Linked DNA regions of Mus musculus: region 2 is linked to region 1. A link is a contact called in public promoter capture Hi-C data. All regions are on one chromosome and are shown on one strand. Each heading gives the region's core, a stretch centred on a gene start, on an enhancer-like site or on the middle of the called end of the contact. The rest is flanking DNA. Distances are from core to core; before and after follow the strand shown.

Region 1 (6,424 bases), core at 2,836-5,335:
TGTCCTGGAACTCACTTTGTAGACCAGGCTGGCCTCGAACTCAGAAATTCGCCTGCCTCTGCCTCCCAAGTGCTGGGATTAAAGGCGTGCACCATCAACGCCCCGCTAGGTCTTTTATTTTTAACTTCAATATCCAATTTAACATCAAATGGTGTTCTGAAGGCTAAAGAGATGACTCAGTTGTCAAGAGCCCAAGACATGGGCTGGCGAGATGGCTCAGCAGTTAAGAGCACTGACTGCTCTTCTGAAGGTCCTGAGTTCAAATCCCAGCAACCACATGGTGGCTCACAACCACCCGAAATGAGATCTGACACCCTCTTCTGGTGTGTTTGAAGACAGCAACAGTGTACTTATTTATAATAATAAAGAAATCTTTGGGCCGGAGCGAGCGGAGCCGACTAGAGCAAGCAGAGGTCCTGAATTCAATTCCACAACCACATGGAGGCTCACAACCATCTGAACAGCTACAGTGTACTCACATACATAAAATAAATAAATCTTTAAAAAAAAAGTGCAATACATACTGTTCCTATAGAAGAGCGGAGTTCAGTTCCTAGCACCTATGTGGCTAGGGTAGAGAGTGGGGGTTGGAGAGTTGGGAAGGGTTACAACCGACTGGAACTCCAGTTCTAGGGAATCCAACAACCTGCTCTGAACTCTGCTGGTGCCTGTGCTCACACGCACAAACCTCTACCTACTACACACAAATATATATACATACATATTTTACAAATAAATCCCTTTAAAAGATGATGTTTTCAAAAGCAAGCAGGGTGAACTTCAATAGGATCATTGTGTAATTCCTTAATGACTAATAGGAACAAGTGAGTGCCAAGTCACTGGTACAGCAATATATGAAACCTTTCCTTACTGTTAGTTCTTTATTTTTAGTTTTCGGAGACAGGCTTTGCAATGTAGCCCTGGATATCCCTGAACTGCAGTCTTCCTGGCTCACCCTCTCTGGTCCTGGGATTACAGAGGCACAACACTATGTCAGCTTCATTACTATTTTTTAAAATTATATATTATGTGGTGTGTGTGTGTGTGTGTGTGTATGTGTGTGTGTGTATTCCACTGCATACATGTGTTAGATGAAAACATGTAAGACTTGGTTCTCTCTTTTCATCACGTGGGTCCCCAGTGCCCAAACTCAGGTCAGCAGGCTGTGACAGGAAGAGCCTAACCACTGAGCCATCTCACTGGCCCTTATTATTTGTAATGCTTTGAAAGAAGAATGGCTCAAAACAACACCAATAAGACATTATGTTATGATTCACTCCAATGCTCAAAACCTATAGTCAGTACACACTGTTTGGAAATGAATGCTGCACCTCTGGATCTTGATATTAATATTAACATCCAGACCCAAATGCTTCCTTAGAGCAATTCGGCAAATCTTCTATTTACACAGCTGTCTGGCTGCAGGGGAAAGCGAAGGTAGAAAGGACCACTGCTGTCTTACTGCTATAAACAGATTTGTCATCTGTTACACACAGGTGGCCGTGGCTCACGAGCACACTCTCTCTCTGGGCTATTCCACGAGGCCCCAAACAAAACCGTACAGGCATGAATGAGAATAGTGAGATGTTTATGCACACTATGATGGAAAGCTACTTTTAATTAACTCTCTTTTATTCCATGTACTACTCAGAATACTTCAAAAAATCTCCTCTATGAGCTCACACTTCAACCGCTGTATAAAAACAAGCAAAACCAAAGCAAACTCTTCCTCGGGACACCTGTCACTTAAAGGTGGTACAACAGCCCCCTAATAATAAATTAGGCCACCCTTCCCAACTACACTAGATCAGGCTAAAACTAACGCTCTGCTTCATTAGTAATTTTCCCCAAAGCTTTAATAAATTTCATTATTATGAAACCCCCCCCCACACACACACACACGACTAGCAAGGAAATGTATGTATAACTTCATATAATGGGCAGGAAAGAGAAACCTCAGTCCTCTTCCGTATCCCCCTAGATGTAACAAAAACTTACAATAAATCTCATCAAATCGGTGAGCAAAAAAGTAATGATTCTCAGCAAGCCATTCTTAAAAAAAAAAAAAAATCAACTCACTCAGCTAGACACAGGAAGTGTCTCTCTTTTAAATACCACAAAAATGCTGTGGATTTCCTTAATTGTAAAGTTGATAAGTATAAAAATAGCTAGCCTTGTTCTGGATTAATTTGAAGAAAACAATCGTAAACTTCCTGACTGAATTCTAGAAATTTTAATTATTAAGTTTTAAGTTTTTATTTTAAATTAATTATATTAATTCAGTCATTTTAAAAAGCTGAACGATGGCGAGGGTACAGAAACTTGGGCTGAAAACGATCCGTTGTTTAAATGGAACACATCCCAAAACTGAGAGAAACGTTTGTAAATAACTCAGTGCATGATGATCACGTGATGAATGCACATCACTTCAAAGAGAATAAAGGTCTCACTTTCTTATTGTTACTAATTTCTTGCCTGTTTGAAGTAATCCGGATTTTGCCTAGCAGTGTGACTCCTTCAAGGCTTTAGAAGTACAAATCAGAACATTTAGTGTGTGTGCTCTCCTGACAGTTTTCAAGTTGCAGGAATGTTAAACAAACGCCAAAAAAAGCAAAGAAAATTTAATCTGATACTTAAGTGCTAATTCTAGACCTAACTGAAGTGAAACTTACGCTCTTTTACTACAAAATCTCTCATCAAAGTTTCTTCTGATGTGGATAAAGATGCCTTTAATATATCCCATACCTTATTAAATTCTGGCTTTGAAAATGTGCTGTGTTCTTATAAAGAGACTGTCCCTTGGACACAAATTTGGAAGATTAGAAACTGTTCCTTAAAAAGGTCACAACACAATGAGCCAAAGTGCTTAAATTCACACAAAGGTAAGGAGAGGCTTTGTCATTTGGGTGAGTGGAAAGGAGGCAGACTGAAAATAGGGCTTTGTTTACACAGTCCAGGTACGAGGGGGGTGGGGGGGGGAGGAAGAAAGGAAGGAAGGAAGGAAGGAAGGAAGGAAGGAAGGAAGGAAGGAAGGAAGGAAGGAAGGAAGGAAGGAAAAGGTGAAGATGAGCAAAAAACAGGGAGGGGTAGGTGCAGGGGAGGGGGCAACTCGGTTTTGTTTTATTTTACCAACTAATAGTCCATACTCACTCAGGTAATAGGGCTCAAAACACCAGGGTGCAAACAGCTCTATCCAACCCTCCTTACAAGCGCGAAGAGTTTCAGTCAATAAATACTAGGTTTTCAAGCAACGCGGGCTAGTGGCGGAGTTTCTTCAACTCGCTGGAAAACTGTCCTAGCTTAGAATAACTGACTCCTCCACACCGGACTCCACGCTTCCCACACCGCGCACAGGCAGCGACAGCGCCTAAGTCACGGAACCCGAGCAAGCTCCGCGACGCCGTCCCATCACCTGGGCTCAGGGGTGGGGGACGCATCCCGGGGACCCCACAGCGGGCGCGGGCGACCGGCGCCAGTCCCGCACCGCCCACCCGCGGGGAACGCAGCGGGAGCCGGAGCCCGCCGGCGCCCGCCGCGACTACTCCCCAGCCCGGCGCGAGCGCAGCCACTTACCCGCGGCAGAAGTCATGACTGCCCCGCGCGGCTCACGCCCTCAGTCCATGGCTCCCGTTCAGTCCACACTCCCCAGAGTTTGAGCAGAAGACAAAAGTCCCCGCAGCGCCCACATTCCGTCCCGCACCGCCTGAGCGCCTCACAAAGGACGGACGCCGGCTCCCGCGACCCTCCGGCGGACCCGGGCGCTAGCGGCCAGCGACAGGGGGACGTGCACGAGCGCCGCTCCGCCGCGCTCCGGGACGATCGCCAGGCGCGCGCACGAGAGGAGATCGCAGCGGCTTCGCGGACGCGCGCCCCACCTCAACTTGAGAGAAAAATCCGCGCTCCAGGCGCCCCCTAGTAGTCAGGGGATGTAAAAGGCAGACAAAAGCCATAGCTCTCTCCAATAGGAGCTCTGGAACGCCCGCCCGCTCCCGCCCCTCCAGCCTACACGCTCACCCTCTTCTCCAATAAGCAGGTCGGAAAGGGGCGTGGGTCGCGATGCATGCCGGGAGTTGTAGTTTTCAGTGCCCCCGAGGTGGGCAGGAGCCGAAGCCTGGGTGCTGCCCGCCCTCCTGCCTTCATTTCCCATCGTGCTGAGGCGGGTGGTATGGCGGAGAAGGATGACACCGGAGTTTGACGAAGAGGTGGTTTTTGAGGTGAGGAGAAAATGGCGGGGAGTGTGGACCGTCTTTGTTTCCGAAGGACTAAAGGAAGAGCGAGAAGGCAAAGCGATTCAGAGGGGAGGGATAGGGTGACGGGCGCCTGCGGGCCTGGGTCCCCAATCCTCCGCTGTTTCGGGGCCTACTTGCTGCAGCCGCCTGACAGGTATAGCTCAGGGGATCCTGGCGTGGTTGGCCTCTGCCCCGAGCTCGCCCAGAATTCCCAGACCCGGCGCAATTGACCGGCCCTGGGCGGGAGCCTTGATCGGTTCTTACCCTATGGCTGCACCGCCCTGGACTGCGCCTCGTTGGGGCGGGGCCGAAACGTGCTGGATATTCTGTCTACTACTTAACCTCCTTCCCTTTTTATCTTTGATTTTTGCGGGCCTGTTAATCCATAAGTGCCTCCGGTCATCATCATCATCATAATCATCATCATCAAGGTGTGGCCTCTGGAATGCAGGCAGGCAGCAGGTGCCTTTCTATGTGGGGTTTAAGGTCTGTTAAGTGAGACCTGTGGCCAATGGTGTGAGCTCTGGCGTCTCAGCACCTAGGTTCCATTCTTTTGTCCTTGCTGTTGCGCTAAGTGTAGCCAGTTCTGAATGGAAGCTCTGGTCTGGATGTGAATGCTTTTGTGTTGGACTATTTTAAGATGTCTCTGCCATCTTGAATTTAAAAAATAAAGCCTAGTTAATGGCTTTAGTGCCATTTTTACCCCATCAGACAGGTCAATACCCACACCCTGGAACGTGTATGTGTATGTATTGAATATGTATGCCATACTTTCCCTCAGCCAACTAGATTTCAGGGAATTCATACAAGAGAAAGAGAAGAAATCCCCCGTGGTGTATAATGGGAGGGTGAGGTACGGTACAGAATGTGAAGTATTGAGATATCTAAAAACTGCCCGTGGAAGCATAATTTGGAACCCATTGTCCACTCATAGCACTTTAAAAAGCTACACACAGCAAGTGATACCCTAGGTAAATCTTCAGCTCTGAATGAAATTAGGAAGATTGATGGGAGAAAATGTACTCCAGGAAAAGGGTTTTATGTATGCCAAAGATCGGGGTGGGGTGACAATACTGAACGTGCAGCTTTAGGGGCTGGAGTATGGAGGGTTGCAAAGTGACTTAATATAGCTACAGTATCGAGGAGGGAAATATGACTGCTTTGCTATTATGAAGGGTCTAGATATGAGGACTTGAGTAGAGAGGACAAAGGCATACATTTTGGAAGTCAGAAAAATTAATACTGACTTGGATATTCATCTCTAATATGAAATTGAGGGAATGGCTACAGATTGAATGTGGGAGATAAAGAGGAGAAAAAAGTAGGTGGCTGAAATTTTTATTTTTTTACCCTGCTTTCTTTGGTTTCTGGACATAATAAGTGTGTTTTTGGTTTGCAGAGTTTTATTGGTCTGGGGATGTAGTTCAATGGGTAGAGCGCTTGGCTTGAATGCACAAGTCTCTTGGTTCAATTGGCAGCGCCACACAAACCTGATAGGGTGGTATACACGTGCCTGGGATTCCAGCACTCAAAAGGTGCTTTTAAGAGCATCATAAGAACTTCAAAGTATCAGCTACTTAGTGAGTTAGAGACTAGGGTGAGATAGGAGAGACCCTATCTTAGAAAACATTTTGTTACAAAAGATAAAAGCAAAAAAAAAAAAGATCTTGGAAGTTTCAAATGTGTGACTATGTTTGCATGGGGTTTTGTTTTGGTTTGGTTTGGTTTTCTAGTGTGAAAGATGTACCACAGAGTTTTGAATCTATTTTTATGTAAATTTAACTTTGTCATTAATCTTGTTCCCACTCATCCACTCCCTTTTCTTTTCGGAGATAGAAAGGGTCTTAGTATGGAATCCAAGCTGGTCTTGAACTTTGAACTCTCCCATCTTAGCCTCCTGGTATTATAGGTGTATCCCATCATGTCCCACAATAATATAAACATTATGTTTCTTAGATTTACATTTATAGATTTATTAAGCATTTAAAAATTTGGTGCTAGGGGTTGAACTCATGGCTTCCCCATGCTTAATAAGTACTCTCAGCCTAGCTTCTTAAAAATTGATTTACATGAATTCTCCTTCTGTTTTCTTTTCTGTTGGTCAGTGCATTGCTTTTATGTTTTATTATTTTATGTGCATGGATAGTTTGCCTGCATGGATGTCTATGCACCACATGTGTGCTTGGTGCTCTTGG
Region 2 (6,424 bases), core at 1,395-3,894, 570 kb before region 1:
GGCAGTCAGCCAACAACAGACTATATAGATTAAACACATACATGATGGGAAGCAATAAAATCACTTAAAAATGACACCATGGAAGGACCTAAGTATAGAAATAGGCAGAAAGCTTATCAGTTTTAAAACAAAGCAATGCATATAGAAAATAAACAAGACAGATGAAAGTCTAGCCATACAGAGAACATACATAACGCACACGCATAGGAGCTAGCATGGCAGGCACAGGTGTAGTGTCTGAGAATGGGTGGGAGGAAATGTGACCTCTGAACATTTCAACCTCAGCTGCGTAGTCCTCTTGCAGCAGAAGAAACCAGCAGCTTTTCCTAGTACTGCTTTGTGTGCTTTGTTTTGTAGGGAAAGTGACAGTGATGGTTTGCTCTAGGGGAAAGACTGGTTCTTTTCTGGTCTGTATTTCCCAGTGTCTCCTAGTCATTTTCTATGGCTTCTAGGAGAAACATGCATAGAGATCTTGCTTTTCCTGTTCCTATTGCCTTCCTATCCCATCCTGAACCATATAGTTCTAAGTTGGTTAGCAGAGGGGCAGAGCCAGGCATGGGGCTGTGGAGAAAGAGTTGGTAGCCTAGAGTGTAGAGCAGGGCTTGAGGATGGCAGTTAAGCAGTGGGGGGGGGGGGGGGGGGGGAAGAAGTGAGCAAGGAGAAGTGTTTCATGGAATGAAAGAAATGAGAGGTCCTAGGCACATAAAACAGGGCAACCTGCCAAGGGTTTTAGAGGCCCCAGCGGGATGAGGCAGGTGACCCAACACATCAGCAGTCCAGCATGGCATGCGAGTAACCAAACACTGTGTACTCAAGGCAACAGAGGTGAGCTGTTACTTGTATACAGAGGGTTGGTCAGGTGAGTGAGAGCAGACAATTTGACTTCTGAGGTTCTACTTAAAGTTTGTCAACTCTGAATTGGCATGGAAGCAACATGCCTGCGAACTCCATGTTCTGAGCATGGATCTTTTCCTGGTCTCAGGATATGTTAAGGCTGATGTTTGCTAGGTGAGGGATATTAAATGCATTTCAGCTTAGGATATTTTCTATTCAGCGATGGGTTTAATACAATGGAACTCCTCCCATGGAAGCCAGGAAACATCAAAAGTTATCCTTCACTGAAAGTGGAAGCTGGTGGTTTCCTTGTTGGAGGCAAGAGTTTCAAGTCCAGAAAGGAGGGAAGCTGGGATAAATTTAGCCATGCTGGTTGATGTCAGAGGTGTGCACCCTTGATTGCCGACATATAATCAGATGCAGAAATAAGTGTGGGTTTAAGTGCGCATCTGTGTGAAATTATACACAAACAAGTATAGATATTCTCAGTCATTTCCGGCTGCTATGACAAAAACTGCAGGTTATGTTGCTTGAGGGACAGCCATGTATTTCCTAAGCTCTGGAGGCTATGGGGTTAGACCAGGTTGTTAGCTAAGTTGGTCCATGCTGAGGGCCATTGCCTAGTTTGTGGATGCTTGTCTTCTTGCCGTGTTCTTAAATGGTACATACAAAAAGCAAGTTCTAACAGCTGTTCATATTGTTTTTAAGATTTAAAGGATGTTTAAATGTGTGTGTGTGTTTGTGAGTACGGACGCATATGGATATGGATATATGCATGTGTGCACATGCACACTTATAAGTACAGGTGTTGTGAGATCCAGAAGAGACTGGAAAATCTCCTGGCATTAGAATTACAGGCAGTTGTGAGTCATGCAGTATGGGTGCTAGACATTGACGCTGGTTCCTCCGCAAGAGCAGTCTCTGCCCTTAATCCCCAAATAATTTCTCCACCTTCACTTCTCTTCTTATAAGGCTATTCATGGAGATACCACCCCAATGGCCAAACCAACCATTAGTCACCTCCTCCAAGGCCCGGTCTCCAAGTATTCCATATAGTATATTCATTTTAGGGGGCCATGCAGCCCATTAAACGGATACATTTTTATATGTATCATTATACATTAGCACACATGCACACACCCATACAGACACTCCATGCATTCCCCGCTCTGTCTGCTAGGAGGATCTAGGGGTGTTGAGAATAAAGAGAAGACATAGCACCATATATTGTATTTTAAGTATTTTCTCTTTTTTTCTTTTATTTTATGTACCACCATTCAGACACACCAGAAGAGGGCACCAGACCCTATTACAGATGGTTAGGAGCCACTATGTGGTTGCTGGGATTGAACTCAGGACCTCTGGAAGAGCAGTCAGTGCTCTTAACCGCTGAGTCATCTCTCTAGCCCCCAGATATTGTCTTTTAAATACCGTTTCTCACTAAGGAGAATCTGAGATCCCTGCGAGAACATACAACTTAGGTCTAGGGAAAGGGAAGTGCACAAGCGTGGAGTACCTTGTGTCAAAAGTCAAGGTGATGGCTCAGGTGTAATGGCAACATGCCAGAAGGTCACTAAAGACTGTTGAGATGAGTCTGTGAGTCTGCCTCTATGTTGATCCAAATAAGTACATGAATAAACTTAAAGTATGAGGGGATATGCAGGTCCAGAGTCCCTTTTCTAAGGAACTTAGGGTCATGTAAGGTGGAATGGCTGAAGACTAAGGGTCTTCACTGAATGAGCGATGTAAGACCATCAGCAATGGAATAGACAGAAACCGCCTCATCAGAGAGGAAGCGATGAGAATGAGGAGTCACTTCCGCAATTCTGACCAAAGATAGACAACTTGCAGTGAGTCATGAGGAAATATCAGATCGAAGAACCTGATACAAAGGAAAAACTCTTTGAAAATGGATAGTCACAGCCATCAAGGAAAGAGTGGGGAACTGACCAGAGATAAGCGAGGATAGCTGTAACTCTGAGCAGCTTCCTTTTCCTGCAAAGGGTGTTAGGAAAATTTAAAAGGGATCTGGAGTCAGTTGGACATCTACTGTGTGTGTGTGTGTGTGTGTGTGTGTGTGTGTGTGTGAGAGAGAGAGAGAGAGAGAGAGAGAGAGAGAGAGAGAGAGAGAGAGAGAGAGAGAGAGAGAAAGAGAGAGTACAGAGGTCAGAAGAGGATGTTCAGTACCCTGTTCTATCAAATATCCATTTCATTCCTCTGAGACAGGGTCTCTCATGGACTTTGAGCTAGGCTAGCAGGAAGCAGCCTCAGCAATCATGTCTCCACTCCCATGATCCTGGGGTTACAGGTGCACCAAGCCTGTCCTTTTACACAGGTGCTGGGGATTTGAACTCACAGTCCTCATGCTTGCACGACACACACTCTTAGCCACTGAGCCATATCTCTGGGCCACAGAAGATGGTCTTTAGCTTTAAGAATTACACACAGAAGTAATGACTATACTGAGGTAATGAATTGTGCCAGTGTATAATCGCCTATAAATATCAGGTAGAATAACTGATTGGCAACTTACTCTCAAGCAATTGTTTGCATAAAATGAGCCCCCCCACCCCCAGCAGGATTTTTCTACAGATGGAAGGTTGGTTTACAACTTACTTGTCTTTGTTTCTTGACTACAGAAGTGTGCCCGGTGTTTCACTAAGTGGAAAATAGCAGAGGTGACAATGTTTTAGCCACAATCTATTTCAAAATAGATGAGGGAGCAGAATGTTCAGAGCACAAAGAAATGACAAGTGCTTGAGATATATACCATTCCCAATTGGTCATCACACAATGTGTGTGTGTGTGTGTGTGTGTGTGTGTGTGTGTGTATCATCACATCAAATCCCAGAAATGTGTCAGTCAAAAACAAAGTTTGGCAACCAATAACCAGCCCAACTTGAGACCCATCCCATGGGCAAGCATCAATCCCTGGCACTATTAATGATACTCTATTATGCTTGCAGACAGAAGCATGTTGTCCTCTGAGAGGCTCCACCCAGCAGCTGACTCAGACAGATGCAGGCACCCACAGCAAAACAATGGGGACTCTTATGGAAAAACAGGAGGAAGGATTGTGTGACCAGAAGGAGATAGGAAGACCAACAGAGTCAACTAACCTGGACCCTTGGGGTAGTCGGCCATCACTGGAAAGAGAGGCCCATTGGACACACAAACTTTATATGCCCCAGTACAGGGGAACGCCAGGGCCATAAAAGGGGAGTGGGTGGGTAGGGGAGAGGGGGTGGGTGGCTATGGGGGACTTTTGGTATAGCATTGCAAATGTAAATGAGCGAAATACCTAATAAAAAATGGAAAAAAAAAAAAAGAGTCTGAACCACCAACCAAAGAACAGACAGGAGCTGGACCAAGGCCTCCCCACTCATATGTAGAGGATGTATATAGCTTCTTCATGTGGGTCCTGAACATATCCCAAAGCTGTTGCGTGTACATGGGATATGTTCTTCTAGCTGGGTTCTTTGGCCTCAGTGGAAGAGGAAATAGCTAGCTTGTAGAGATTTGAAATGTCAGGATGTAGGCGGGGATACCCAGGGGGCCCCACCTGCTCAGAAAATAAGGGGAGGGGGAGGGATTGTGGGAGGGGGTGACAGTGATATAAAGTGAATACATTAAATAAATAAGTAAATGAATGAATGAATGAATGAATGAATGAATAAATACAATTAAAAAGAAAAAGAAAAAGAAAAAGGCAGAACCTCTGGGCTAGGTTCTGAGGTGTGTCTATTTTCACTGAGATGAGATTCTGGCTATGTTTTACTAGGCCTACTTTATGGCCCCAAATTTCCTCTAATTTGGGGCTGAGAGGAGGATGAGAAGGACCGGTGAGTGGGAGAGTCTGTGTCAGGGGAGTATAGCTGAGGTGGAGGAGTGCATCCCAGGGGGCTACACTGTAGTCAGGACCTTTCTCCCTCTGCACCAGGAGAGGTTTCTGGTTGGAGGCTGAGAAACACAATTCATCCTGGAGATTCCAAAACACCATCGGGTGTGGCAGGTGAAGGAATAGTTCAGGTTGCTCTGAGTCTGGATTTTAACCTGTGGGTCAAGATCCCTTTGGGAGTCAAACGACTCCTTCACAGCGGTCACATGTCAGATATCATGCATATTAGATATTTACGTTATGATTCATAATGGCAAAAAACTTACAGTTGTGGAGTAGCAAAGAAAATAATTTTATGGTTGGGGGGGAGTCACCACATCTCAAGGAACTATATTAAAGGGTCACAGCCTTAGGAAGGCCGAGAGCCACCGCACCAAGTGCTCACAATCTAGGGGAGAAGGAAGCAAGCATTCATGGGAAATTTACTTACATAGTAAATGGTTCATTACATGGATGGAGTGCTACCTACACATCTGGTACCTGTCCAGGTCCTGGGAAAAGCCACAGGTGAGTGAGCCGGGGCTCTGGCCACAAGGAGCTGGCTAGCTATTCCAGAAACAGACATAACACAGTCATTTCCAGGCTAGGGAGAGGGCTCAGCCAATGACGTTCTGGCCATGCAGATGTGCACACACAGACCTGAGTGAGGATCCGAGGTACCCATGTACATTCCAGTTGGCAGTGAAGCCCTTCAGCTGAAAGACGCTAGCAACGCAGCAGCAATGCAGATAGGGAAACCATGCCTGCCACCTCTGGCCTGAGGGATGCACTAGGGATGCACTAGGGGAGAGTTAGGGCACTGCTGAGGGCAGGGGAGAGGTTCAGTGGATTAAGGAATCCAGAGGTGGAGGGTAGACATTATTTCATTAATAAACTTGGTAATGAAGGGGAGGAGAGAAAAGGATTTGAGGGGGGGTTGGTGGGGGAGAAGGAATGGGAGGAGGGAAGGAAGAATAGGAGGAGGGGAAGGAGGAATGGGAGGAGGAGGAATGGGAGGAGGAAGGAGAGGAGGAAGAATGGGAGGAGGGGGAAGAGGAATGGGAGGAGGGGGAAGAGGAATGGGAGGAGGGGGAAGAGGAATGGGAGGAGGGGGAAGAGGAATGGGAGGAGGGGAGGAGGAATAGGAGGAAGACTGGGAGGAGGAATGAGAGGAGTGGGAGGAGAAATGGGAGGAAGGGAAGGAGTGGTGTTGAAATGAACTTCCGGGGGGGGGGGGGGCGTCTCCTTTTTTTTTTTTTTTCAGTTCAGTTCCCCATCTTGCCCCATAGAAATAGTTCCAGTTCAGAAACAGCCCAGCAGTCAGGGGCTCTGTATGGTATGATCTGGAGTGGTTCTGTTTGAAAAAGAGAAAGGGATGCTCCTTTCTGCTTGAAGAGCAGAGTGTGCCAATGGGCACCTGGCTCTGAGTCAGAGGTGAATAACCCCTCTGCAGGATGCTGGCTGCTCCCCCCACCCCAGTCCTGCCCCCACTTCCAGAACACAGACACAGCAGCCTCCCTGCTGGCTCTCCTGCAGCCCAAGGAGCTACCTCTGTGCCCTGACCCTGGGCCTCCTGGCCCCTGTAACCCTGCCCAGACATAACCCCAAGTGAGGCGAGCTGCTTGCTGTACCTGCTCAGCCGGCCTGCTGACTTCATTAGGATTTCTATTGCTGTGATCAACTACCCATGCTACAACAGCTTGGGCGGGGAAG

Evidence for each region. Promoter capture Hi-C pulls out the DNA fragments that hold promoters and counts their contacts.
Region 2: a promoter capture Hi-C map of the HPC-7 cell line shows a contact between it and region 1, with 5 times the contacts expected there. The contact joins the enhancer-like site here to the promoter of Vezt in region 1. A contact is called at or near these places in 12 of 39 promoter capture datasets (the 3T3-L1 cell line, 3T3-L1-derived adipocytes, the HPC-7 cell line and 8 more), 1 of 484 Hi-C or Micro-C datasets (the N1E-115 cell line) and 1 of 9 other capture datasets (embryonic stem cells).

What each region holds. Positions count from the first base shown.
Region 1 is chr10:94,033,460-94,039,883 of GRCm38.p6, reverse strand. It overlaps Vezt (vezatin, adherens junctions transmembrane protein), which reads left to right and starts at 4,085. Exons shown (of 12, transcript NM_172538.5): 1 at 4,085-4,214. The coding sequence starts at 4,179. It overlaps Fgd6 (FYVE, RhoGEF and PH domain containing 6), which reads right to left and starts at 3,883. Exons shown (of 21, transcript NM_053072.3): 1 at 3,574-3,883. The coding sequence starts at 3,589.
Region 2 is chr10:94,597,466-94,603,889 of GRCm38.p6, reverse strand. It overlaps Gm32898 (a long non-coding RNA gene), which reads left to right. Exons shown (of 5, transcript XR_001779842.1): 5 at 3,801-3,840. Among named protein-coding and RNA genes, the nearest start is that of Mir7211, 14 kb to the right of the region's middle. Within about 2 kb of position 2,644, at least 11 of the 459 cell types and tissues checked have an H3K27ac peak or open chromatin away from gene starts, as enhancers often do. A contact at or near this core is called in the HPC-7 cell line, where this site is marked.